Regions from separate parts of the Pan troglodytes genome. Here region 1 is linked to region 2. Evidence: chromatin contacts called from public HiChIP or PLAC-seq data. All regions are on one chromosome and are shown on one strand. The core of a region is the stretch at or near the end of the contact, and the rest is flanking DNA. Distances in the headings are between cores, read along the strand shown. Region 1 holds the start of RPAP1 (RNA polymerase II associated protein 1). Region 2 holds the start of MAPKBP1 (mitogen-activated protein kinase binding protein 1).

Region 1 (4,120 bases), core at 1,564-4,063, 230 kb after region 2:
AATGGCAACCTGATCCATCCATATAAAGTCTGCATCAACCTTTCACCTAGTTGTTAAACAATGACTGTTAAAACTATTAGGTCAAAGGTTGATGAAGACTTTATATGAGGCTGGGTGTGTTTTCCAACTTTAGCAGGCACCAAAATTAAGTGGAAGGCTTGTTAAAACAGAATGCTGGAGCTGGGCATGGTGGCTTATGCCTATAGTCCCAGCATTTGGGAGGCTGGATCACCTGAGGTCAGGAGTTTGTGACCAACCTGGCCAACATGGTCCAACCGTGTCCCTACTAAAAATACAAAACTTAGCTGGGCGTGGTGGCACCATTGCCAGGAGCCATTATCTCATTATTTCATTGCGAACAATTATTTTCTACTATCATTCATTCTGCATATTTGGCTCCAGTTCCTCTCCCTCATCCCGCTGCCTCCATAACTTCTGACCAGGTCTAGTACTATTTTGGACCTCAAGATGACTAAATCCTAGTAGCCGAAATTTACATCTGTAGTTGAAGCCAAAAGGATTATAGATCTGCTATAGTGCGGGACCAGCAGCATCACCTAGAAACTTGGTAGAAATACAAATTTTGGGGCTCTATTAGAAACCTACTGAATCGGCTGGGCACGGTGGCTCACGCCTGTAATCCCAGCACTTTGGGAGGCCAAGGCGGGCAGATCACGAGGTCAGAAGATCGAGGCCATCCTGGCTAACACGGTGAAACCCTGTCTCTACTAAAAATACAAAAAAGTAGCCCGGCATGGTGACAGGTGCCTGTAGTCCCAGCTACTCAGGAGGCTGAGGCAGGAGAATGGTGTCAACCCGGGAGGTGCAGGTTGCAGTTAGCTGAGACTGCACCAGTGCACTCCAGCCTGGGTGACAGAGCGAGACTCTGTCACAAAAAAAAAGGAAACCTACTGAAACAGGCCAGGTGCAGTAGCTCAAGCCTGTAATCCCAGCACTTTAGGAAGCTGACGTAGGTGGATCACCTGAGGTCAGGAGCTCGACACCAGCCTGGCCAACATGGTGAAACCCCGTCTCTACTAAAAATACAAAAATTAGCTGGGCATGGTGGCGGGCGCCTGTAATCCCAGCTACTCGGGAGGCTGAGGCAGGAGAATCACTTGAACCCAGGAGGAGGTTGCAGTGTGCCGAGATCATGCTATTGCACTCCAGCCTGGGCGACAAGAGCAAGACTCCGTCTTAAAAAAAAAAAAAAAGAAAGAAAGAAAAAGAAAAACCTACTGAATCAGAAACTCAGAGGTTGAGGCCCAGCAATCTGTTTCGTTTTGTTTGAAACAGAGTCTGGCTCTGTGGCCCAATCTGGAGTGCAGTGGTTCCATCTTGGCTCACTGCAACCTCCGCTTCCCAGGTTCAAGTGATTCTCCTGGCTCAGCCTCTTGAGTAGCTGGGACTACAGGTGGACACCACCATGCCCTGCTAATTTTTGTGTTTTTAGTAGAGATGGGGTTTCACCATGTTGGTCAGGCTGGTCTCGAACTCCTGACCTCAGGTAGATCTGCCAGCTTCAGCCTCCCAAAGTACTGGGATTATAGGCATGTGCCACTGTGCCTGGCCCCAGCAATCTGGTTTAACAAGACTTCCAGTTGATTCTGGTGCCTGCTAAAGTTGGAAAGCCACTGGACTAACATTGGCTGCCCCATGAAGTCCTTCGGTCTAGAAATGATTTACTTAAGGTCCTACTATGTGCATGGCAACACGTTGGGTGCTCAGTATTTAGATGCAAAGTACAAGGTCTGGTGCCCACAAGGAACTGACAGTCTATTCAAGGGAACAGGACATATGCCTGTGAAAAGGTAACCGGTGACAGTTGGTAGTTGGCAGTGTGTTCTTAGCATACAACACAACTGGTGCAGGCGGTAAGAGTCCAGGTGAATCCAAGGAAAGTTTGGTGAGTAGGCGTGGCTGGCAGAGGTTTTAGAGTTGACGCCAGCTAGGCCTTAAAGAGTTATCCTTTGGAGACAGGGGTGGCAGGGAAAAGAGGGAGGATTTCCAAGAAGGGAGAGTGGGATGAACAAAGGCAAGATTCTGGAGAAGATGATAACCTTGCTAGCAAGGAAGTTTTATTCCCTCTCTTCTCACCACCACTATTTCTGCAGTGCACACTGGCAGTGTTCTTTCCTTGGGCCTTTTTCATGGTTACCTTCTAGCTCGTCCATAAACACATTTGTCACGTTGGGGTGTGTGTGTGTGTCCACGTTTCTGTGTGCTGCCGTGGGCATGGGTGCTGGGATGTGGGATGTGGTAACACTGGCTGGTGAGTGCAGAGGGACGTCTGAGGAACGCTGTGTCCCTGCCAGGGGTGTCGTATGTGCAGAAGGGGCTGTGCCTGCTGTACATCAGAAGGATGTGTGGGCCAGGCGCGGTGGCACATCCTGTAATCACAGCACTTTGGGGGGCCGAGGCGGGTGGATTACCTAAGGTCGGGAGTTCGAGACCAGCTTGGCCAACATGGTGAAACCCCGTCTCTACTAAAAATACAAAAATTAGCCAGACGTGGTGGCGGGCACCTGTAATCCCAGCTACTCGGGAGGCTGAGGCACAAGAATCGCTTGAGCCCGGGAGGCGGAGGTTGCAGTGAGCCGAGATTGCGCCACAGCACTCCAGCCTGTGCGACAGAGCAAGACTCTGTCTCAAAAAAAAAAAAAAAAAAAAGGATGTGTGTTCTGGGTGATGGTATAGAGCTTACGTGGGGGTAATAAACCGCCAGCCGTGCAGCACCGCGCTCACCAGTCCGCTGCACTGAACAAGCAAAGCCCAGAATGCTTCGAGATAAGCCCGGGAGAGGCGGGGCTGGCCTGCGGGGCGGAAGCTGGAATCTGGCGGAGGCGGAAACGCGATCTCTGCGGGGCAAGATGGCGGCGACCAGACAGGCCTGGAGCACGTAGGTGGCGGGGCTGGAGGGACGGATTTCAGGTGATCTGGGAGGAGGACCCAGGGTAGCGTGTCCAGTTTCTTTGTTGGAACCTGCCTGCGGGCCTTTGGTCTGTAAGGGAGCAACTGTGGCCTCCTCTGTGCATAGATCTCGGGCATGGCCCTTCAACGGGCGGCGAAAGCTGCGACTCGGTGATTCCTCATTGTAGAGTTGGGTGGTCCAGGAGGCTTAACTGGAGCCCTTGACCTGAGCGGTAAGGGCAGTCACGTGTCCCGAGTCGGGATTGGATCCTGGCTCTGGAGGATAGGCTGCAATGTAAGAGCCCCAGAGACTCCTCAGAGGCCAACATAAACCCAGAGGTCCATTGTTAGGACTACTTTTTTTTACGAGTTACTCTTTAGGCATTACTCTTTAGGATTACAGGCGTGAGCCACCGCGCCCGGCCAACCCATTCTTATTCTATTAATAACTGAAAATGTTATCACTTCTAGCACTGATTGGTTCTGGACAAATCTGCGCTGGATTTGTGGGGAAACACACTGGTGGCTTTACTTAGGACTAAAATAATTGTTACTGAGGTTTATTTATATAAGTAACAGGCACTGGGCTAGGCGTTTTGCGTGTATAGTCATTTAAATCCTCACACATTTCCTATTATATAGGACCTGTTACTCACATTTTACAGTTGTGGAAACGGGACTTAAGACAGCATAGAGGCCGCGCACGGTGGCTCACGCCTGTAATCCCAGCACTTTGGGAGGCCGAGGCGGGCGGGTCACCTGAGGTCAGGAGTTCGAGACCAGTCTGGCCAACATGGTGAAACCCCGTCTCTACTAAAAAAATACAAAAAATTAGCCGGGCGTGGTGGCAGGCGCCTGTAATCCCAGCTACTCGGGAGCCTGAGGCAGGAGAATCACTTGAACCCAGGAGGCGGAGGTTGCAGTGTGCCGAGATCGTGCTATTGCACTCTAGCCTGGGCAACAAGAGGGAGAATCTGTCTCAAAAAAAAAAAAGGACAGCATTGATAACTTGCCTAATTTCGCACATTTAGTGCATTTAGTAAGTAGCGGAACTGGTATTTGACTTCTGGCCTATTGATTCCAAAACTGGTGCCCATAACCCCCTGGCTCTCTTTGTGATGTAGGTATGGCGCACCTTGTGAAGTGAGCTGGACTTTGCTTTTGGATCACATGAATCCATGGATAAGTAGGAATTGTTTCTGCTTATGTA
Region 2 (3,623 bases), core at 926-3,425:
TCATATCTAAGGCAATTTCTACATTTCAGGCTTCTTTGCCTGCCTCAGGAGAATAGAAACAATGATGAATAAGAGACCTTGGAAGGGTCACAATGTCCACCATCACAAAACCTTGTAGCAAACTGTGATTCAACACAACTTCTGCTGAAATATACAGGAAAGCTCTTCACCTTCTTACCAAATCTACTCAAAGTTCTGCTAAGGAACACAGGGCTGAACTAAGTCCTCCCAGAACCCTGCCATTTGTACAGTGGCATTCTAAATCATTCTTCATGGGATTTACTCATCACTGAAGAGATACAGGCAAAGCAATACAATGCTGTGGTCTCAAATGCCTCTCCCTGTAACAACCTTGTACCTCACAACCCTATTGTGTTTACAGGCTACTAATAAGACACAAAATCTGATCTGATCCTGTGGGAGTAAAGCCCTGGATTCCCTCAAGGGATTAAATAAATGTCGTCTACTTCTGGATTCCCAAAGTTGTGGGGTTTATTTAGTTGAAAAAGCATAAGGACCAAAACCCAGACAAGTGAAGCTATGGAAAGGAACTTTGCCTCTGAGGATCATCTGCAGCTGAGTGGGATGTGGCTCTTGGCATACAGTGAATGAGATAAGCAATGCTGAAGGGCCATCCAGAACTGTTTTGCTGACAGATATCTGGCTTCTTGCATGTTATTCCTAAGAAGCCAAAAGGCTCCAGTTAGCCTCTTGAAGAGACAAAAAAAATTTGTTTTCACCGTAGGCAAGAGCAATTACCAAGCCAGTAACTCTGACTAGGTGTTTTAGCATATTTCTTTCTGCCACTACAGTCTTACATAACCCCAGCTGTTACGTTAACACCTGCAGCTACATTAGTCACAGCTTAGCCCTTCACAAGGTATGTGTTCCTACTGTCCTCTCCCAAGAAGGGAAACTGAGTCATAGCATATCAACTGGCTTCCCAAGCACATGCTTAGTGTATAGTGAGGCCACAATTGAACCCAGGTGGTCTTCCTACTATTCACCTCTTCTCATGGATGAATCTCAGCATGCTCACCCCTGCTGCTCTTTTTCCTTCAACCTAAAACCAAATCATTGCCTGCAGAGATCACATGTGATCCTTTAGAGTCAACAAGGGCTTCTAGTTATCTTTCCCAAGAAACAGGAAGGTTAACGAGGAACATGGAGCAGGAGAGGGTGGGTTTGGAAAGAGGTGGATCCCAACAGGACTCACCTTGGAGCTGAGGTCCTCTCGTCGGTTTCCTGCCTTACTCCTGCGCAGTTTGATGGATGGAGATCTCAACAGATTCTTGATCCGGCTGGTAATGGTTGACCCTTCCACAGCCATTATGACGAGAAACCCTTTGGGACAGTCCCCGGCCCAGTCCTGGGTCTTGTCTCAACAGCGGCACTGTCTTCCCACTCCACAGGGCTTCCCAGTATGCCCTCTCACTGACCTGAGATGGCAGAAGCCACCTTAGTATCACAGTGTCTTACCTTCTGCCTAGCGAAGTCTGCAGCTTTTACCTCTGGGTATTGCTCTCACCATTTCCCTCATCCCCACCTTCTAGCCCTGCACAGTTTCTTACAACGTCGGAAGGAAAGGCTCACGAAAAAGGGGGGGGGAAATCCTAAGCCACGAAGAAATGCCAGGCCCACGCCCGCCAGAGGCGTTTAACTGGCGAGATGGATGGGATGGGCCCCAGTTGGTCTCGTGGACGATCTGGTTCCCGTTAATGCCCAACTGTTCCCATGGCAACTGTAGTGTCCAAGGGAGGAGGCCGCCGATACCACCAGGGATTTCCGCAGGCCTGGACACCTGCGCTAGCGCCGGCGGGGACTCGGCGCGGCGGGGCTCGCCGTAGCCCACAACTCGTTCTGCCACGGGAGCCTCCCTCCCCCACTCCCTATCCTCCAGAGCTCGCTCTCCGCCCTCCACAGCGGCTCTGGACCTTTATCTTTCACCCGCCTCTGAGGCCCCTGCTACTCGTCAGCGCCCCCGTTCGGGCCCAGCCTCACCAGCCTCGGTGAGCTAAGGCCACCCTGCTCACAGCGCCCTCGGGCATCGCGTTCGGCAATTTCTGCTCCGCCGCGGTAGCCGCAGCGGCAGAGGCAGCAGCAGGAGCTATGGTGGCACGATCGGCTCAAAACGCGAACTACCGCCTGGGCCAAGCAGCGGGCTGGGTGGGCGGAGCCGACGCGAGGGGCGCGGCCTGTAGTCAGGAGAGCGCTTCCAGAGTGGACGAGCAAGGTTTACGGGGGCGGAGCCAATGAAAGGGCCCAGGAAGCAGACGGCTTGGGACTAGGGAACCACGGAATCCGCACAATTGCGGGTACCGCTTTTAGAGGAAGGTCAACAGAACATGGCTTCAGAATTGAGAGAACCAAGCCTTTTATGGTATTATCAGGCCTGGTCCCCCATGGAACTGCACTTCCCAGAGCCCCAAGACGATAACCACGCCTCCAGGGTGTTAAGGTTGTCATCTGATAGGCCCGAGGGACCGTAGCTGAAACTCCTAGCTCAGAATTACAAGACTGAGCTACAGCCTAAAAGCTCTGCTCCCAGCGACCACAAGTGTTGAGATTTAAAGCGACTGAAGTAGTTTCTGCTCGCAGCCAGTCCGGCACGTAGACTCAACGTGGAAAGGATTATTCTGAGTAATGCAATTTAATAGCTAAGAAGAGTATTTTTGCACTGGGCAACCTGGTCATCATGAAAGGGGAAAGGGTGGCCTTGAACAGAGCTTTGGGCGTGCGGGGGAAAGAGAAGAGAAGTGCATATGCTATGTTATAATACTTTAGGTTTCATGGCTTCTTTAGCCTCCAACATCCCATTGTGCTTCCTCACCTAAAGCTGACCAGGACTTCGTTGCTCTAGATCTTTTCCTCGTTCCATTTACTTATGAATCCTTTTATCTAGGGCTGTTCCTTGCTGAGGTCACTGTCGAGCTTGCTGATATAGATCGAGGGGTAGTTTTTCTAACTCATGTCGGGGGAGGCAGAGGGAATACACGGAAATGTTACATGAAATAGTATTTCCTGAGTATTCTCCACTTGACTACTACCACAAGAAATTACCTTATGAAAAAGCCTAAGCCAGAGACTTGGGTCCCAAGGGAATAGTACACTGGTGTGTCCGTCTCACCCTATCCAGATCTTTTGAATACCTGTGGAGATGACATGTGTCTGCAAGAGGGAAGAACCTCTAACAAATTATTATACCTTATGAAAAAGCCTAAGCCAAAGACAAGGGACCCAAGGGAGTACTACACTGGTGTGTCTGTCTCACCCTATCCAGATCTTTTGAAACCCTGTGGAGATGACATGTGATAACAAGAGGGAAGAACCCCTAAACTCATTGCTTGTGTACAACGGTGAGCCTTTAGAGCCAAGTGGCAAAGCACATATTTGCTTGTGTATACTGTAGCCACGTACTGAAAATTAGATTTGTAAAGCTCACAAGTTGACATGGAGATGATGGATGTCACCTCCTGGAGACCAACTGGCAATAGCACGTGGCCTTCTTCCCTTCAACCATGCACTGCAAATATTATGAAACATAAAATACGATTTTCAAATTTATTTCCCAAGTCTGGAAGAAGAAGGCAAGAACCATTAGCTACAATATGCAAGAGGTAGTT

What was found. HiChIP or PLAC-seq counts read pairs in DNA pulled down with a chosen protein or histone mark.
Region 1: a contact with region 2 is called in an H3K4me3 HiChIP or PLAC-seq map of stem cell-derived excitatory neurons, with 2.6 times the contacts expected there. The contact joins the promoter of RPAP1 here to the promoter of MAPKBP1 in region 2.

The regions. Positions count from the first base shown.
Region 1 is chr16:33,510,737-33,514,856 of NHGRI_mPanTro3-v2.0_pri, reverse strand. RPAP1 (RNA polymerase II associated protein 1) reads left to right here and starts at 2,813. Exons shown (of 25, transcript XR_010151354.1): 1 at 2,813-2,899.
Region 2 is chr16:33,740,041-33,743,663 of NHGRI_mPanTro3-v2.0_pri, reverse strand. MAPKBP1 (mitogen-activated protein kinase binding protein 1) reads right to left here and starts at 2,175. Exons shown (of 31, transcript XM_063794778.1): 1 at 2,002-2,175; 2 at 1,217-1,439. The coding sequence starts at 1,330.